Linked DNA regions of Mus musculus: region 2 is linked to region 1. Evidence: chromatin contacts called from public HiChIP or PLAC-seq data. All regions are on one chromosome and are shown on one strand. The core of a region is the stretch at or near the end of the contact, and the rest is flanking DNA. Distances in the headings are between cores, read along the strand shown.

Region 1 (5,214 bases), core at 1,591-4,090:
CGGAACTGATTGCTCATTTACATATATCATCTATCACAAATCCTACTCCAAGGGAGACGTGGGGGAAAAAATCCTCTAGCAGGAAATGGGGGTGGGGAGGGGGACAGTCAGTCCGTTGTCTGGGCGACGTCTTAATAGCCCCCATTAGGATTATTATTGACTTGAACAAAGCACTTAAGCATAAATTAACCCAGGGACTTCTCTAGCATCCCGCAGGAGTAAGCAGGCAGTAAGTAGAAATTCTATTTCATAGGAAGCTGAGGAGTTCTGAGGACATAAGAAATCAAGTTTGTAATACAACATTGAGCAGCAGTAAGCACTCGACGCTGTAGGAAAGGCCCACTCCTGCGGGAAAAGGCACGTGATTCCCACACGTGCTGTCGTCTCAATTCCCACTTAAATGCAGCCTATTTTCCACCCAGCAGGGGCTCGGAGACCCAGTTACCATAAACAGCTAGAAGTGGCAGCCCGTGGACCTCAATCTTCTATGGTCTCTTCCACTATCATCCTAAACGTGTGATTCAAGGGGGAGTTTCACAGAACAGACCCGTTGGGGAGAAGTTACAATTTAGCATGAGTCCTAACCCTCTTATCCACAAGAACAAAAGGTTTCTCGCCTCTTTTTCAAGACATCCTTCTGAGTTCTGAAATCCCTAAGAGAAGAGTAGCCTTCTTTTCGTTTGTTTGTTTAAGACCCATTTATCTGACCCTTTGTTTTAGGCGTATGTGTACATTTCTTCAGACACACCAAAAGAGGGCATCAGATCCCATTACAGATGGCTGTGAACCACCATGTGGTTGCTGGGATTTGAACTCAAGACCTCTGGAAGAGCAGTCAGTGCTCTTAACCTCTGAGCCATCTCTCCAGCAATCCGACCCTTTGAAGCCAAGGTAAAATGAGATTTTAGGATAAGTGTATAAAAATCTCTCTTCAGAAGCCTCTGTCGCTCTGGCACAGGTCCACAGACAGGGGAACTGGGGTGGGGGTAGCTTGAGTGTGCTCTATAGCTCCCCCAACAGGAAGGAGCCAACGAGGTTCGGGGCGGGGACAGGAAGTTCCTATGACTCTATGGAGCTCCAGCCTCTGCAGTTGGCTCTGCAAATCCACAAAATATGCAATTCAAGGACACATCAATATCACATAAAATTCACCCGAGGCCCTTATAGAGAAACGCACGTTGTCTCTGCCCCTCTCCCACACCCCCTCCCATGGTCAGCCTCTGCAGGGCTCTCTCTCTCTCTCTCTCTCTCTCTCTCTCTCTCTCTCTCTCTCTCTCCCTCTCTCTCTCTCTCTCTCTGTTATGGGCTACAAAAGCAGACAGACATCGGGTTATGCTACACTGGACCGTAAGGATAGCTAGGCTTCTGAGGTTAGAAGTTAGGGGCTGTGATCTCAAGAACATGATAGAGGGCTAGAGAAGACAGCTGCAGCACCTAAAAAACAGCAGAGCTTCTGTGACAATGGCTGGGTCCCTACACAGCCTGGGGAATTGGGTCAGCGCCCTATAGAGGAAGAGAATGGAAACAGGGGTGGGGGTGGCCGGAGTGGGGTGGAGGAGGCATCTTCACTTGGACCTCACGAACTTAAGCACCAGTCTCTTCTCGGCATCAACTGGAAGGGAGAACAGAGGCTCTTTTCCAGTTCTGGTTCATTTCCTTCCCTCTGAGAGAGGCAAAGAAGTTGTCCTGATAGAAACGGCTTGATTTTGAATACTCTGCTAACCAGGCAAATGCAAGCATCCCTTCCATTTGATCTTAACAGTGAAGAAATTAGACGCCTTTGTTTTCACCTGCCATACCGAAAACCTTGCAATTCTTTGACTGTAGCCAAAAGGGCTTCTTATAATCCCCTTGCTTTAAGCTAAATAGACATCCTATTCTAGTTCCCGTATTCTCTGTGGTGACATCCTGTTCTAGCCCCTCCCCCACCCCCATTCTTCTCCGAGTTCCCTGACCACACAATGTCTAGAGCAAAAGAGCTGACAACATGGAAACCCAGTTTTACTTAGCTAGCTCAGCACTTTGACATTTTACACCTGCAATGTATGTTCGTTTTGATTAAATTAAATCAAATTAAAGTTGTACATACCCCTCCTTCAATGACCAATTTCTAAGAGAAAATATCTTTATTACAACTTTTTGCCTAATTTGGGCACCGTGAGTCATTGCTAGACCAATTAGCTTTTTTGTATATAGAGCTTATGAAGTAAACCAAAAATAGACAAAACATTATGATGTCTCTACAGAAGTCAAAGCTTTCTCACCTTCCAGGTCAGCGGCAAGAATGACAGAAGGGTCATGGGGCTTAGAAGGGTGTAACTGCTTCCTGCTGAAGAGGGTGGATTGTATTGTCTACTTTTCAGTGATTGCAGGTTAGATATCAGCTTCGACCGTGGTTTAAAGCCCGAAGATCTTCCTTGATTTCCTTGCCTGAAACTTCCTGACTTCAGCCAGATCACGAAGGTTCCAGATTTTGATTCTGAGATAATGGTGAATCTCTAAGAACAAAGAAAGGAAGGGACATTGTTTCTGTTCTATTGTCCGCGCAGCTGCGTTTATCAGGTTAAGACGCACAGATCATAAACGAAGGAGAAAAGACTGATACGATTTAGAATTCACATTTGCTAGGAGAGCATTTTCTCATCCATACGGATCGTAACCATTTCACATATGAACACATCATTGAAGAAATTGTCTATAGAATGGTTCTGTCCATTTATCCACGTTCTCACTAAGAGAAAAAAAAAACATGTTGTTTTGCTATAAAACTGTATCTGAATACAAATAGGGAAATACAGTCCTCAGAGGTTTCTGAACCCTTGCGAACTCGTCACGGACACACTGTTTTCTATGAGCACAAAGGTAAGATCGCCACCTTCTGGCTAGGTGCTCTAATAGCATCTTCTCATTGTGAAATTTCTAGTAACTTCCAAAATTTGAGTCTATACCGTTTTGATGAAGACTTTGAAGATTTCAGTCACTTGACGTCCAGTTTAAGTGGAAAAAGTCTCTTGTCTAAATGCTAAAAACACACAAAACATTACTCTAAAGATGTATTTGTTCTTCACACTACTGTTGCAGGAAATATTTTAAAATGCACCATCCCACACTATACCCAGCTACTCTGCCCATGTCTCTCCACCTCTAGCCTAGCCATGATGCAGTCTTCCCAGCTCTGGTTTATCTGCCTCAGAGCTGCCTGTACCTTCTCAGCCATCCACCCCCTGCGGCTAGTTGTCACAAATCCCCTTAGCCCAGTAAATCAAAACTCTAGAAGCTTAGAATTAGTCAGTCAGATTTATATATCAGTAAATTCTCAATTCACAAGATGCCCACACAGCAATTTCAGAGCCAACTGATAATGATACAAGCTGCCCACCTAGATTAGACAAGTTATCCCAATTATTCTATCCTTTTATGATATATTCATGGCTACCTGTGGCTATTTAACGCCACACTGAATCTAGAGCATCTTCCTCTTCCTCCGTTTTCCTTCCTTCTCTCTCCTCCTTGTCCTCTCTCTCTCTCCTCTCCTCCTTCTCCACCAAACTTTTCAGCTCCACCTTCCCTTCCACTGCCCAGTCACCGGCCCTAGCCTTTATTTTACCAGGTGGGGAGCAGGTTTACAAGAAGTCACTGGTGATACAACCATCATCCGCAGCCCCTCCTGGGGAAGCAGAATTAGCATCAAAATACAAACAGCACCAGGACTATCCACAACACACCACAACAGTGAAGGTGTCAAAAGCCAAAGGTATTTTCTCTAAGTGTTCCTTAAGAAGCTAAGGACAATGGAGATGATTCACTGTGTAAAATACTTGTTGGGCCAACATGATGGCCTGAGCTTGGGTCTCCAGCACCTACAAAAGTCTTGGTATGGCAGAGTAGACATGTAATTCAAGCAGTGGGGAGGCAGAGACAGGCAAATGCATGGAGCTCATTGGCCAAACAGCCTAGTTAAAGAGAGCTCTAGTTTTGGAAGAAACCCTGCCTCTGATAATAAAGTAGACAGCAACTGAGAAAGACACTCCACTGACATCACTGACCCAGTCTTCGTCTGCGCATACACACAGGCAGATGCTGGCAGATGTGGGGCGTTTGTATTCTAAACATAGTGTCAATTATCAAATTTCCTTAGTTTAACAGTTGCAACCTGAGCGGCAACTCCACCAACAGGGATCAGTTGGTGAATTTAAAAACAAAGAAAAAGAAAGAACTTGGATGAAAAGTCCAACCCCAGATTCAAGCATAATTCTCCGCCCTAATCGGACTCCAACCAGCAGAGTTAAGTCCAGCCGAAACCATTTCCTGTGAGACTTCACAGGAGTCCTGTGACATCACCATTTCAGCCACCAGGAACACTTTGAGTTTCCTACTCCCCCGAAAAAACTCCTTCATACAAAACTCCCTTTTAAGGGCAATCTCCCTGTCTCTGGATTTGCCCAGAAAACGTATCACAAAAAAGCAGATTTTTTTTTTTAATTTACTTTCTTAGTCAATTAAATCTGAGGCAATTCCAGGACAACTCACTCCACTGGCAGAATGTTGCTCAGCATGATCCTACGGAGGTGTGGGAGACAAGTGGAATAATCTTATACAATCTTGTTTCTTTTTCCTATACTTTATTTATTAGCAGTTTACGTTTGCATGTGTAAAGGTGTCTATATCCCACACTCCACATCTGGAGGTCAGAGGACAGACTTACAGAGCCGGTCTGTCCTTCCTTCCACCTTGGGTTCTGGGGATGAACTCGGGTTGTTAGACCTATGCAGCTTGTGTTGTGACCACTGAGCAATCTCTTATGGTCCTCTGTTGTGGTTTCTTGGAAGGGGGTCTCACTCTACAGTCCTGGCTCACCAAGGACTCAGTCTGTAGCCCACAGTGTCTTTGAACTCACAGCCATCCTCCTGCCTCACACTCTCAAGTGCTGGGATTATAGATAGGCACATCACACCCAGATGTAATATCACTGCTATTTATGCAAAAGGTCACATAAAGTCCAGTTTGTAGAGAGTGTGTACCTAGAGAAACATAACTGCTCCAGAGAGATGAGTTTCAGTATTGCCAAGAAGCCAGGAAACAGCAGCACCATCCTTGGAGAGCTTGCTGACTCTTTGCCTAGTAAGACAATGAAAATATTATGACAGCTTGCTGAGTCTTGGCCTCAAAGGTATTATTTTCTCAGGAGATAATTCTGCAGAATTATATGGAAAA
Region 2 (5,214 bases), core at 1,345-3,844, 330 kb before region 1:
TGATGGGATGTATCCCCAAATTTGTAACCCAAAATAAACATTTTAAATTCCTTCTATGGCCCATGTTTGGCTCAATTAATGCAAAAAGAAAATAGTAAAGAAAGTGGAGAGATGGGATGGAGAGATACAGCGTAGAGATAAATGATAAAAAACGGAATGCTGGCTGTTCCTGAAGCTCACGTCTTGGAAAATGGCAAGAAGCCTATGTGGAAGCGCCATTGACTCTAATGATTCTGTGGAGAAGAAACTCACAGGGAGGGCCAGGCTTTCCAGAGAGGCTTCGTCAAGCAACTGGTGAGGCACTGATATTTGGTTGGGTTCCAGGGATGGGGGAACTGAAATAGTCTTCTACTCAAGAAGTCAGGTAAGGACTCTGAGAGGGTTACACCCTCCATGGTGAGAACAGAAGAGGGCTCTTACTAAGGGATGGACATATGGAGCTTTCCAGAAAGAGCAGATGCTGTGTCTCAGAGGAGTTCCCCGAGGTGAGACTCACAGGACTGAAGGACTCAACCAGACACAGGATGAAGTCACTTGAAAGGAAATGGTTTAGGTAGATTGAGTGTGTGTGTGTGTGTGTGTGTGTGTGTGTGTGTGTGTGAGAGAGAGAGAGAGAGAGAGAGAGAGAGAGAGAGAGAGAGAGAGAGAGAGAGAAGGAAATATGAGCTCACCTTGGCTGTGAAGAGTGTCCAGGGGAGAGATAAAAAGAGAATAAGCCAGTACCGAGCCTGTGGAGATGGTAAATTACAAGGACACTTTCCATTGCCAGGAAGTACTGCAGGGCTCATGTCTCACTGGAGCGAGCAACGCAGGTTGGGGAAAAGGACGTGTCTTCTCACCTTGCCCCTTTCAACTCTTCCCTGCCAATGTCTACAAAAGGTTCAGATTATTAAATTTAGCTAATCCGTTATTGTTATACCTTAAGACAGCAATCAATGGTTTAAATCTCAAGTGACCACAAGCCTGTCCATTCACACCATCATCCTCTGAGCCTGGCAGAAACCTTGGTTGTTCAACTGTAGTTCCAGATACACTGTTGGGCATTCACGTGTCCCTGTCAGACAAACAATTACCTAAGTGTTTCTTATACAAGGCAGCAATATTTCTCTTTTCTCTGCTCAAAATCAAGGTGTTCCACTATCGAAATCAAAAGCTCTCATTTGGAAAACATCTTAATCCTTACACACCCCAAATATCTACAAAGCTGTCTGCATTTTAACCTGTTTCCAAGGTTTAGAATACAGCTCTGTGACAAAATGCTTGCCTCACATGTATATCAAAACCTAAGTTCTGCCTCTGACTTTGCAAAATATTTCATATATGTAAATTGTTTAACATAATGAACAGTTTCGGGAGCAAGGCAACTTACCACTAGCCTTCATAAGTTCCCTTCCAGGAAATAAGATTTTGAGAATCTGTGTCCAGAGATACACGACTATTTCACGGCCCCAGATACTACCAAACTCATTTTCTTATTTGTTAAACTGTAAAGTCAAGGTTAACATATTTCTTCGCCATTGAAATGTCTCTTGCATTTTTTTATATATGCATGATACTCTAACGATACCAGTTATTGGTTATTTGTATTTTGGCTGGATTCTTGGTTGGGAATGAAGAACACAGCCTACAAGGGGTCTCAGCTAGAATGTGTGTTCAAAAGGATGCTTAGGCGTGGGGAGTGAAGCCACTTAACTTCCAAATGAGAAACTGACACATCTCAGATCTTATTTTGAATAATGTATTATGAGATACTATTTAAGAACCTAACTCCACAAGCAGAGCCACCTGGTTTAAAGAAATCAACTAGCAGCTGGAGAGATGTATCAGGCATATAAGAGCAGTTGTTGCTCTTGCAGATCAGCCTGGCTCTATCCCAGCACCCACATAGAGGCTCACAACCACCTATAACTCCCGTGTCAGGATCTGATCAGGACAGGTGCCAGCACTCACCCTGTGGACACACATGCAGAGAAGCAGAACACATAAAATAAAATAATTCTAATCTTTAATATCGACTAGTAGAAAAGCATAATTTTGCAGCGATGGGTGGCAGATTATTGACTTTTAATAACAAATGAAGATTTGCAGTCTCCTTTTTAAGATAGCTCAAAAATATATAAATATAGAGTATTATATGATCTAATTCAACCTAAAGACATGAGCATATAACCCATCCATTCTTACACGTTTTGTGACAGAGTCACAGCTTTTATCATGTAGATCAAGGAGAGGAGGAAACCTTGGCAGAGTGAAACAAAGGGAAATGATAATTTATTTTTTTACTTTTAAATTTTAGCATTATTATATATGTGCATGATATGGGGAGGGGGTTTCAAGTAAACATGTGGCACAATGTGTGTGGAGGTCAGAGGACAACTCTGGAAACTCAGTTCCACTGAGGGACCAGGGATCAAACTCGGGTGGGCAAGCTTACACAGTGCCTTTGCCTGCTGAGACATCTCTTTGGCCCCACCTTTGCCTCTGAAACAGCTCATTGGCCCCACCTTTGCCTGCTGAGACATCTCATTGGCCCTGCCTTTGTCTGCTGAGACATCTCATTGGCCACTCCTTTGCCGCTGAAACAGCTCATTGGCCCTGCCTTTGCCTGCTAAGACATCTCATTGGCCACTCCTTTGCCCACTGAGCCATCTCATTGGCCCCCACTTTCATTCCTTGATAATTCATGGATTTCTGACGTGAGTGCATGAACATAACTTCAAAGTGTCTGATGCTTCGTATCAGAAATGGGCCGTGCTTTCTGAAACACGAGATTAAGCGATGATGGATGATGTTGTGCCTGACTACGTGGGATGACAGCCAAGGACCAGATGCTGTGGATAAATAACAGCTAAAAAGGCACCACACATACAGCCCAATTAACAGCATGCTTTACTCGTGTTTCAAAACTTTGCAGTCATTCAACAGATATGAAAAGATCCACATGATCCTGGGCTTTCTGCTCTGCTCACAGCAAGTGAGTGATGATCGCGGCAGCTGATATTAGATCTCTTCCCTGGGAAACCTTTCCTTCAAGCACAGCGGACCTTGGGCTCCTTCCCTGTGGCTGCAGAGATTGATAAACGCCTACCCAACTCAGTAACATTTTCCAGACGTCCAGACAATGAATTCATAACATACACATCCACTTCCCTTGAAAGCACAGGGGCTGAGATTCTTGTTTCCAGAGAATACAGGGTAAGTTTATTTTTAAGGAGAATTAATGAAATAGGAATGGGATTACTACACGATTCTCCAGCCACTGTTTATCCAGAGAGCTGCTTGCTGACGTCTGTCTTTTTCCTCAGGGGCCTGCTCCAATTAAAATGGGTCTATCTCCAATCAGGTTTTATCTGGCCACTGCATACTTGATAAGGAACCCACCACCTGGTTTCTCCTGACTCACACTTTGAGAACAAATTCCTACATTTTGGCTTATGTTAAATGTTGGCTTTGTCAGGTAGAGATGGGTAAAACAGAGCCTTGTTTTGCTTTGGGCCTTTTTTTTTTTTCCTTCCTTGTCTGTTATGGTTCCACAGTAAAAGGGCAACAAAATATTTAAGAATGAGATTTTTCCAATTTCTTGTTGTTCTTGGCAAATCTCTGTGTTTTCTCCATCAGCATGTCTTCATCTAAGGACATGTGTCATATTTATAGTTTCAGGCTGTACAACAAGTTAAAAATATTTTTAAACCATAGATCAAGACTGTGGGGATAGCACAGTTTTTAAAGTACTTGCCTTGCAAGCACGAGGACTTCAGTACTAACCACAGAACCCAGGTATTTAAAAAAGAAAACCCAGATGTGGTGACTCACACTTGTCACCCAGCACTGGGGGGGATGGAGACAGGTGCATCCCTGAAGTCCAAGCTAGTGAGCCTAGTCTACTTGGTGAATCCTGGATCAGTGTGAGAGAGAGGCCCTTGCTCAGAAATAAAAAAGGTGGACAACTCAGAGATGCCCTGATCCCCACATGCACCTTCATATGCAGACATATTAACATGTACATGGGCATGAGTATGTTCTCACACACATGCACACACACACACACATACATACATATATATATATACACACAAAGCACACACATGCACATAGAGGCCACACACACATATGCACACATACACAGACATGTATATACACATGCACACATGCACATATATACAAACACATATGCATACACATGTATACACACATGCACACACGCACACACACACGTACCACAGTTGCCGTACTTGCCATTTTCCTGAAGATGATCTTGATTTATTTAGACATATTTATGTTGGGACAATCTACTAATATTAATAGAGATAGTGAACTTATAGTGTGACAAATAGCTAATTAATAAGGGTTTCTGAGAGTGACACTCTGTATTGGATTTCTCTAAATATTCATCTACTGCGCTAGTTCAGGAAATTAGTCTGTGGACACGCACTGACTAGTGTTAGAGTCTAATAAACGAGCAGAATTAACCTGAATTCTTCCTCGGTTGTTCAACATTTCATTAGGTAACTTGATTACTGTATCTAGTCCTGCAAGCTCAACTGGAACCTCCCAGTTAGACTTGAGTTGTTTAACAATGTTCCCAATGCCATGAAGCCAACAACAACCCAGAAATGACTGCAGATCAGCATGGTCTAAAAACCTTGTGTTTCACAACAGGAAGAATACCATCCATGAACGCATGGTCTTCCACATACACCCGTGACCTGCTGCTTTTCCTAAGTCTATACAAGTGAAAAGTAGCTTGTTTCGCCAAGTTAGAACTCAGAAAGCTCTCTCTAGTGGAGTGAAGGTTTGTGTCTCGGGTAAGCTCACCAACTAACACTTAGCCTTCAATCTGATCACAGTTGGCAGCAGGCAGGGGCTTCGGTGGGTTATCAGGTCATGAAGACTGGGCCAGTGTCCACACAACTGAGACCCCAGAGAGCTATCGCACCTTTTCACCATGTGAAGATTCAATGCAAGAGGGCTGTGCAGCTCCCAGGAGAGGCTCCTCACCAGAATCCGCCAAGCTGCCTGTGAGCTCCAGCCTCCTACAACTGAAGAAGAAACTTCTGCTGGGTATAAGTTACTAAGTCTATGGAAGTCTCTTGTGGCTGCAGCTGTGCAAACAAAGGCACCTGCTGAGTTTGCTCCTCTCCATCAGACACTGACACTTAGTCCCTCGGAGCACCAGGCTTGAGGCTTTTTCCATGTCTGGAATCACATGTGCAC

Evidence for each region. HiChIP or PLAC-seq counts read pairs in DNA pulled down with a chosen protein or histone mark.
Region 2: an H3K27ac HiChIP or PLAC-seq map of heart atrium shows a contact between it and region 1, with 4 times the contacts expected there. The contact joins two enhancer-like sites. A contact is called at or near these places in 1 of 15 datasets of contacts at CTCF or cohesin (the NIH/3T3 cell line), 2 of 115 datasets of contacts at active chromatin or transcription factors (heart atrium and trophoblast stem cells) and 1 of 9 other capture datasets (embryonic stem cells).

What each region holds. Positions count from the first base shown.
Region 1 is chr6:140,764,182-140,769,395 of GRCm38.p6, reverse strand. It overlaps Gm30215 (a long non-coding RNA gene), which reads right to left. Exons shown (of 10, transcript XR_003956541.1): 5 at 2,265-2,498. Among named protein-coding and RNA genes, the nearest start is that of Gm30215, 87 kb to the right of the region's middle. Within about 2 kb of position 2,840, at least 16 of the 459 cell types and tissues checked have an H3K27ac peak or open chromatin away from gene starts, as enhancers often do. A contact at or near this core is called in heart atrium, where this site is marked.
Region 2 is chr6:141,089,356-141,094,569 of GRCm38.p6, reverse strand. No RefSeq gene overlaps it. Among named protein-coding and RNA genes, the nearest start is that of Gm30524, 140 kb to the right of the region's middle. Within about 2 kb of position 2,594, at least 9 of the 459 cell types and tissues checked have an H3K27ac peak or open chromatin away from gene starts, as enhancers often do. A contact at or near this core is called in heart atrium, where this site is marked.